Regions from separate parts of the Callithrix jacchus genome. Here region 1 is linked to region 2. The links are chromatin contacts, called in public Hi-C maps. All regions are on one chromosome and are shown on one strand. The core of a region is the stretch at or near the end of the contact, and the rest is flanking DNA. Distances in the headings are between cores, read along the strand shown.

The links. Hi-C and Micro-C count contacts between places; a contact is called where the count stands out from the background.
Region 1: a Hi-C map of skeletal muscle shows a contact between it and region 2, with 4 times the contacts expected there. The contact joins two enhancer-like sites. A contact is called at or near these places in 2 of 3 Hi-C or Micro-C datasets (both in skeletal muscle).

What each region holds. Positions count from the first base shown.
Region 1 is chr1:26,015,290-26,019,436 of calJac240_pri, forward strand. COL4A2 (collagen type IV alpha 2 chain) reads left to right here. Exons shown (of 48, transcript XM_035293939.3): 14 at 334-369; 15 at 943-993; 16 at 2,051-2,095. Among named protein-coding and RNA genes, the nearest start is that of RAB20, 120 kb to the right of the region's middle. Within about 2 kb of position 1,487, at least 2 of the 16 cell types and tissues checked have an H3K27ac peak or open chromatin away from gene starts, as enhancers often do. A contact at or near this core is called in skeletal muscle, where this site is marked.
Region 2 is chr1:25,806,007-25,810,561 of calJac240_pri, forward strand. All of the region lies in intron 2 of COL4A1 (collagen type IV alpha 1 chain), which reads right to left. Among named protein-coding and RNA genes, the nearest start is that of COL4A1, 72 kb to the right of the region's middle. Within about 2 kb of position 2,900, at least 3 of the 16 cell types and tissues checked have an H3K27ac peak or open chromatin away from gene starts, as enhancers often do. A contact at or near this core is called in skeletal muscle, where this site is marked.

The DNA of each region.
Region 1 (4,147 bases), core at 237-2,736, 210 kb after region 2:
AAGGCTTTTCCTTGGGCACGTTCTCCCACAAAATGTAAACATCTGCCTGGAACTGTGGGGGATGGAGGGGTAAAGGAAAACACAGAAGGAAAGATGGACTTTAACTTGTACCAAGAGGAATACATGAATTAATTCACCTTGGGAAAATCTAGAAGAAATAACACATCTTTTCCCTTGAATTTTGAAGCTACAAAATTTAAGAGTCATGTGTTGCAGTTGATTTACAGTGATTGAGGGTTGATTCAGTATTTTCAGCTCGTGTCATGAACCCCGATTGATTTTCACCTGTTACCATCCTCAATAAGTGTTTCTCATTTTTCGTATTCTTTACAGGGTGAAAAAGGCAGCGAGGGCGAACCGGGAATAAAAGTAAGTTGGGTGATGAGCATGCTCCCCTTCCCCGTGGCTCGTGGGTTCCGGGCGCTCTGCCCAGCGTGACAGGTGCCCCGTGGACTCAGGGCCTGCACACCATCAGACTCTCAACCCCTTGTCTACAGCAGGACAGTATTAGCCTGCATTTGTACACTTTATTTTCAGAAGCCAGTTCTAGAATTTTTCTCTTGGCATCTTTAACACTGGCTAATTATCCTCTGAGGTTCGAGAAGGGAGCATGAAGATGGGGGAGGAGCATGGCTTCTGTTCGGGCGCCACCTGGGTCTGCTCTCTGCCACCTTTGTCACTGCCTGTCCTCAGCACTGCAGCTCTCCCTCGTGGTCACTTACCACATGACATGACACATGCAGTCCTGGCTGGGTGACAGCCCGGAAGGCTGGCAGGCCTCCTAGGACCACACCCTGCACTGTGCCTGGGTCTAGCACTGCCAGGAGGTCTGGACACCATCAGGGCTGAGAACACAGTCCTGGAGCAGAGGATGATACGTGGGCCTGCTGGCCGGAGGGCCACACCTGGGCTGCTCCTTATGCCCTCTCTGTTCTCTCCTAGGGCATTTCCTTGAAGGGAGAAGAAGGAATCATGGGCTTTCCTGGACCAAGGGTAAACGTGCCTTTTATAAGTGCAGTTGTTGGTTTCGTTTGGTTTTTTATATAGACTTTCCTTTTTAAAGTTATTTCAGGTTCACAGCAAAATTGAGCAGAAAGTACAGAGATTTCCATGATTACACACACACACACACACACACACACCCCACCATGAACATCTAGCCCTGGCAGCTGCACTAGCTACAATCTATCAACCACCTGACACTCCCTCTTCACCCAGCAGCAGGTGCACGGACATGGTCCTCCCAGCGGAGGAGCCTCGAGTAAGGCACAAAACCTTCCTGCTTGTGTGTTTCACTCAGTTAGTCTGCGGTAACCAGAAATGTAGAGAATCTCAAACACACATTGATTTCCCGCTGCCCCAGGAGTCCTAGTTGCTAAGGGGTGGGAAGAAATCCCTGCCCATGGCAATTCAGCCACCCGAGAGGCAGACCTCACCTTCTGAGCCCAGCCTAGACTGACCCCACCGCCTCACTCAGCTACACCTAGCTGTGGGCTGGGACAGGTGGTCAGAGCCCTGGGCCCAGGAAGAGGAAGCGGAGTTTTGGTGACTATCTGGCAGTTGCTACCCCTCAAAAGACCATATTTTACATTCTCCAGAAATAAGAATAGAGAAAGAGAGACAGTAGAACATTAGAGTACCAGCCTTTTTATATGTCTAGCTTTTTATTGTACTATCTCTGTAGATTTCTCTGTATTCCTTTAAGTGGTAGGAAAGGATTGCTACAATGATTCATTCCTTCAGGAATCGGCCCGGAGGCCTTCCAGAGTGAGGCAGCTTTGAGATGAGGATGGATTCTGCTTTCTTTGAGACTTCTTGTCACAGTCATTATTTCCAACCCCCAGCCCCCACTTTTTAAAGGGAGAAGAATTTATTCATAGTTGTTACTGAATTTGGTGATTTGTCCCTGTTCTTCAGAGTCTGGACCTGAGACTTGTTCTGTCCGTCCGTCAGCATGTTGCTGTAATCACAGTCGGGTGCCATAGTCCAGTCCTCTGGAAATGTTTACTGCATATTCTGACCTGTTTGCTTCTGTTTTTTGTTGAACCAGGGTTACCCTGGCTTGAGTGGTGAAAAAGGATCGCCGGGACAGAAGGTAAGTTGGGCACGTGAACTACAATCCGCCCTGGGCCCACGAGGTCCCACAGAGGTTAAGCAAGAAGCCTCGGCACCCCAGGGAAGAACACTTATCTTCAGCAAAGGCACTGAAACCGTTCTTGCATTTGCAGTGGACAGTCCTGCCTCCCAGGTCGTCCACAATACTTGAGCCAGGTCATTACCTTGGCTCTCGATTTTGCAAACCATCTTTTAGTTCCTCCCCTTCAAACCATTCATCACCTGACCCCACCAGCCATGCTTCTGTGTCGTCCAGCCTCATACCCCTCTTCCATGTAGTCATGGATTTGGTGACCCAGGGTCCACTTAAATACTTTTATAGGTTGACCCACATTGTGACACTTCATATGTGTTTAATGACAACCCAATTATTCTTTTGAGTTCTGTGGACAGATTTTTGGCTGTTTCTTTAGGAGAAAAATGTTATGTAAGAAATGTATTGGGCCGGGCACAGTGGCTCACACCTGTAATCCCAGCATTTTGGGAGGCCGAGGCGGGTGGATCACGAGGTCAACAGATCAAGACCATCCTGTCAACATGGTGAAACCCCGTCTCTACTAAAAATACAAAAAATTAGCTGGGCATGGTGGCGTGTGCCTGTAATCCCAGCTACTCGGGAGGCTGAGGCTGGAGAATTGCCTGAACCCAGGAGGCGGAGGTTGCCATGAGCCGAGATCACGCCATTGCACTCCAGCCTGGGTAACAAGAGCGAAACTCCGTCTCTTAAAAAAAAAAAAAAAGAAATGTATTATGGGCCAGGCACAGTGGCTCACGCCTGTAATCTCAGCACTTTGGGAGGCCGAGGAGGGTGGATCACTTGAGCTCAGGAGTTTGAGATCAGCCTGGCCAACATGGTGAAACACCATCTCTACTAGAAATACACAAACTTGGCCGGGCGCGATGGCTCAAGCCTATAATCCCAGCACTTTGGGAGGCTGAGGTGGGTGGATCACGAGGTCAACAGATCGAGACCATCCTGGTCAACATGGTGAAACCCCGTCTCTACTAAAATTACAAAAAATTAGGTGGGCACGGTGGCGCGTGCCTGTAATCCAGCTACTCAGGAGGCTGAGGCAGGAGAATTGCCTGAACCCAGGAGGCGGAGATTGCAGTGAGCCGAGATCGCGCCATTGCACTCCAGCCTGGGTAACAAGAGCAAAACTCCGTCTCAAAAAAAAAAAAAATACACAAAATTAGCCAGGCGTGGTAGCAGGCACCTGTAATCCCAGCAACTCGGTAGTCTGAGGCAGGAGAATCACTTGAACCCAGAAGGCAGAGGCTGCAGTGAGCCAAGATCGCACCATTTCACTCCATCCTGGGCAACAAGAGTGAAACTCCCTCTCAAAGTAATAATAAGAAGAAGAAATTTTTAAAAAGAAATGTATTATGAATCTGGGTCAGATTTAGAGCCATCTGAACTCTAGGTCATACACGATGTTTTAGATCAGTGGCAGATGCCTTTTCACCATTTGCTGTGCCTGCGGGTCCCACCCACAGCGCAGGCCTGGAAGCTCCCAAGGGTCTCACCTCACACTCCTGCCAACATACACACGAAGATGTGTAGCTTCACACACACTGAAGGCAACAGCAAAAGAAATGACTGTGTCTGTGCTGCTCTGCCCCAGTGCAGTGTCCACACTGGCAGGTACACATCCGCCTCATTTTTTAAAAAGATGCAGAGAATGGCAGTCAGTGGATATGCCATATTTCCTTCTCACCGCCCCCCGCCGAGGTGGTTTTCATATTTCCAGCAAATGTGCCCCCTTGGTGGTACACGGGGCTTGGCTGCCTGCGCACGGGCTAGTATGGACATCACTCAGTCCTAGGAGGTGCTTACACAGAGAGTTTTATCAAAATCATTAGCCTCAGAATCAGGGCTCCATGAATCCTACTTGGGGCTACACGGCAGGTAGTGTGGTATCTGGAGGCCCACGGGCTGCAGTTAGCTGGTGCAGAGGCTCAGCAGATGCAGAGGCTCAGCAGGCCTGGTGGGGGTTCCGCCATGCTTCTTCCGGGACCACAAATGTGGTCC
Region 2 (4,555 bases), core at 1,650-4,149:
CACGTGTGTGGTGTGCATGTGTGTGGTGTGTGCATGTGTGTGGTGTGTGCATGCACACATGTGGGGTAGAGAGGACAAAGCCCACAGGTGGCAGGCGTGGGAATACCCTGGATAATCACGCGGGTGTACATGAGCCCTCAACAGAGAGAAAAGAAAAGCAGAGGGGAAATGATTGGGAACTTGTGGTGGGAGGAACAGAAAGGGCAGAAATTTTAAAAGGAAAGAAGGGAAAAGGGAGCGAGTGAGGTGGTGCAGGGTGGTCCAGCTCCTCTACGACCACGGGCGCCTCCCCAGCCCCCTACAGAAGCCGCTGCCACACACTGCCCTAGTCCCTGTCAATAGAGAAAACACTGCTGTGCTTTCTGCCCCAGTCACACCGGCATGCTGTTCTCATGTTTGCTGGAAGTTTCCCTGTGGTATGCTCCTCGGCCCTGGCAGGCAGGACATCTGCGGAGCCACAGTCTCCTGTGAAGAAATGCAGGTTCCACCCGCAGAGGCGAAGTGAAGACGTCTCCAGCCACCCAGGACCTCTGCTCCCAGGGCTCCTGGTATGTGGTCCAGGCGGGACAGGGTGCATCCCTTCACCCAGGGCCTCTACATTCAGATTCAGGGCAGGGCAGCCAGCCTCTCCTCCCAATCAGTAGGCAGAATCTAACACCTTTCACCCTCATCAGCCTGGTCAGAATGATTCATGACATTGCAGCGACAAGACTCCAAGAACGTGGAGACAGGGTGCTGCAGCCCAAAGCCCTGACTCGGAAGCACACACGGCATCTCCAGCCCGCATGGCGAGGAGACAGCCAGTCTAGGAACAAGGTCCACCAGTGCCTCTCGCCCTTGACCCCACCATACGGATGAGATCAGGGAGCCCACATGGGGCCATAGAGAGACAAACCATGACAGTTTCACACTCACAGAAATGTGGAATGTTTGGATGTTCTGGACTCTTGTGCGTGGAAGTGAGAAGGGGCAGGTGAGGAGGCACAGTTGTCCATGGACGTTTCTCAAAGCACCAACATTTCCAAATCAGGAAAAACCCGATGAGAAACAGGGAAAGGGAGTCTGAGGCGTAACTCACGGGCCACGGCACCTGAGCGGCTGCCTGAGCTTTTGGGGCCTATGAGTGATCATTGGGTTAGCCCTTCCCTGCCCCCCACAGATCAATTTTTGCCCATAGGACATCCATGCTCGCAGCTGTGCCTGCTCTGTGTACCCAGAGGTCTTAGCAGAGTGTTCATGTGGGGGTTCAATCCTGCTATTACTGGCTAGCATCTTCCATCAGGAACCTGCAGGGAAGGTGCCACAACTGCCACTGGCCACCACCCAGGCCCAATAGCACAGGAGGAGCCCACCCCAGCTCACAGGACAAGGGGCCACTGGGATGAGAGGACACCAACTCTCCGGGTCCAGTAACCTACTGGATCAACTGTGGACAGAGGTCATTCCTTTACCGATCTTCTAGGGAAAACCACTCAAAATCAAGCACATGGCCACATGTCACAGACCTGGGAACTGAAGTCTTAGGGTTGTGAGTTTCTCACCAAGGAGGGCAAACTAACCTAAGGCCCTAACACGCCAAGTGGGGCGCCCACAGAAAACTCTCTGGCAAAGTCCTCGAGCTCTAACAGGACACGTAGAAGAAATTCACATCTATCATTCATTACCTTCATCTATTTGTAGAAATAGCTAATAAAGGGGCCGTGCGCGGTGGCTCACGCCTGTAATCCCAGCACTTTGGGAGGCCGAGGCGGGTGGATCACGAGGTCAAGAGATCGAGACCATCCTGGTCAACATGGTGAAACCCCGTCTCTACTAAAAATACAAAAAATTAGCTGGGCATGGTGGCGCGTGCCTGTAATCCCAGCTACTCGGGAGGCTGAGGCAGGAGAATTGCCTGAACCCAGGGGGCGGAGGTTGTGGTGAGCCGAGATCGCGCCATTGCACTCCAGCCTGGGCAACAAGAGCGAAACTCCATCTCAAAAAAAAGAAATAGCTAATAAAGGGAAAACCCTACACCAAGGGTCTTTAACCCAAGAACGATTTCGTTACAGCTTTTTAGAACTTAGCCAGGAATCAGTTAGTTTCCTGTGTCAGATTCTCATGTGAAGACATCCAGAACCATTGAATTTGGGGCCAGTTAGCATTAAACTCATAAAACAATGTGATGAACCAAGGCTAAGCTATGTCAAGTATATTTTACCATGTTTAATGGATCTGCCAAAAGGAGAAAAACATGGCAAAGGGGCACCACGTCCCCAGAGTCATCTGGTTTGCTCATTAACTCTGACTAATTCTTCCTCTCTTTCATTGCACATTGTGCTAAAGCACTTCACAAGGACGGGGGTTCCGTGGAGACCATTTTTGAGCGTGCAGTTCTCCCCACCCACACCACGTAATTATCTAGCCTCATAACTTGCTGTCTAGAAACATATTTGAAAGCTCAAAGTATTCTCCCAGCAAACAGGAGGAAAATCCAATTGCCCAGTTTTCATTTGTCAGGGTTTCTTTTATGTTAAGTCTTTGATCTTGAATTAAAATATACACTCTCATTTTGCTCCTCTGAAAAGAAAGCTGCTTTCCTGCCAGCCAATGTTTTGTCAAGACTATATTTACACAAAATCATTTTTCCCATAAATAGTCAGGACGGAGGCTGCCAGTGCTGGGCCACACCAAAGACAGCCCGTACTCCCGGAGAGTGCTCTGCGCTTTCACGGCACGGCACGTGATCTTCCATTCAAGATGCTTGGTTTTCTGCTGCTGCTTCTGAACATGGAAACAGAATCAGCTCCCTATTTTCAAAGCTGCACTAGATGCATTGAGCTCCAGATCAAGAGCCGTCAGCTTGTGTGATGGTGTCTCCTGAGTCTACCAGGTCCATCCCACAGCACATGGCAAAGGGGCAGATGGTACAATGGGCAGACCTAGGAAGCAGAGCTGGAAATGGGAATGCACAGTCACCCTCCGCGTTCGGGAAGGGGACGTGTGCCTGTCAGTGACATCCAAGGCACAAGGGAGCCAGCGACGGGCGGGCCTCGTGTACAGAATTAAGATAAACCATTCGGCATGGATCTGCTTCCCGTGGCTTTTCTAGGGTACACTGTTGGTATTTTACCCTTGGAGTCAGGCGTATTTTTTTTTAATTCATTGTTTTCAAAAAACTATCAAAAAAGACAAAAGTAAGTGAATGTGGGAACCCAAGCTGATCACACGGATTCTCACGATTCCTCTGCCAGATGATGATTCATGTGCAGTATGTGGAAATAGGAAATAGGGGACATCTGGAAAAGAGTCTTGGCATTGCAAACGCCAGACAAAACACGGAAAAGGAAAAGAATGTATTACATTAAACCATTTAACCCGCTAACGGGAGGGGAGGGGAGATACTCTCAGACCCTGAAGATGCGCCTGAGTGTCAAAGCCAGATACTTCAGGGGGTTGGGATCCATTAGATGGTAAAAACAAAGTGACATCTCACGCATGTTCCCCTCTCAATCACAGCTAGACCAAGCAGGGCTGGCCGAGGGGAGGAGGAGTTTGGACGTCTGTAAGGACACGCACGCTGGGAAAAGCCGCTGGCAATGAAAGCTCGCAGCGGTATTAGGAAAAGTTGGGGAATTGAAGAAAAGGAGAGTAATGTTCTTCACATTTTAAAGGATAATGATCCCGGAAATGGATGATAAAACCACAGCGTTGATTAGACATTTGGATGAAAACTTCAGGCAGACCTCCCAAGTGAGCCCATCTCATTTTCCCATCCACCAAAAGCATCCAAAAGCTAGAAACACTACCGACTGGTCCTGCCAAGATTCTCAGAACATTCTAAGTCCCTTTAATTTAGGCCCTGGGAGTCCTTCTGTCGTGGGTGGAACAGGTCCATTTCTCCGGTTTTCTGGCCTCCATCTGCGGACTGCACATACTTAGCCAGACAGGGACCCGTGTCTATGCCTTTCTGTCCATGGATCTGTCTAGAACTGAGCCAACAAGTACATTTTCCTTACATTTATCGCAACTTCAACATGCAGCTGCTGCTCACATGACCCACACAAGTCCCTGCATACGACATTTTCAATTTCTTAAGTGTTTTTATGCCTAGCATCCTTCATTCAGTTCTTTCAGCAACTCTGGGGAATTTCTTGGTCAGAGCATAACTTGGTCAAAACAACTTAGTGAAACACAGTGGGTAGATGGGGGAGCTCACACTAGAATCAGGGTTTTACCCACCAATCCACTCTTTCACAAAGGCTGTTCCTGGCTTGAGAAATTAAAACAGTCAGACCAGGCACTGTGGCTCATGCCTGTAATCCCAGCACTTTGGGAGGTCGAGGTGGTAGATCTCTTGAGGCCAGGGGTTCGAAACCAGCTTGGCCAACGTGGTGAGAAACACTGTCTCTAGTAAAAATATAAAAATTAGCCAGGTGTGATGGCACACATCTATAATCCCAACTCCTTGGGGGGGGCTGAGGCAGGAGAATCGCTTGAACCCAGGAGATGGAGTGAGCCAAGATCACGCTGCTGCACTCCAGCCTGAGTGACAAAGTGAGACTCCATCTCAAAA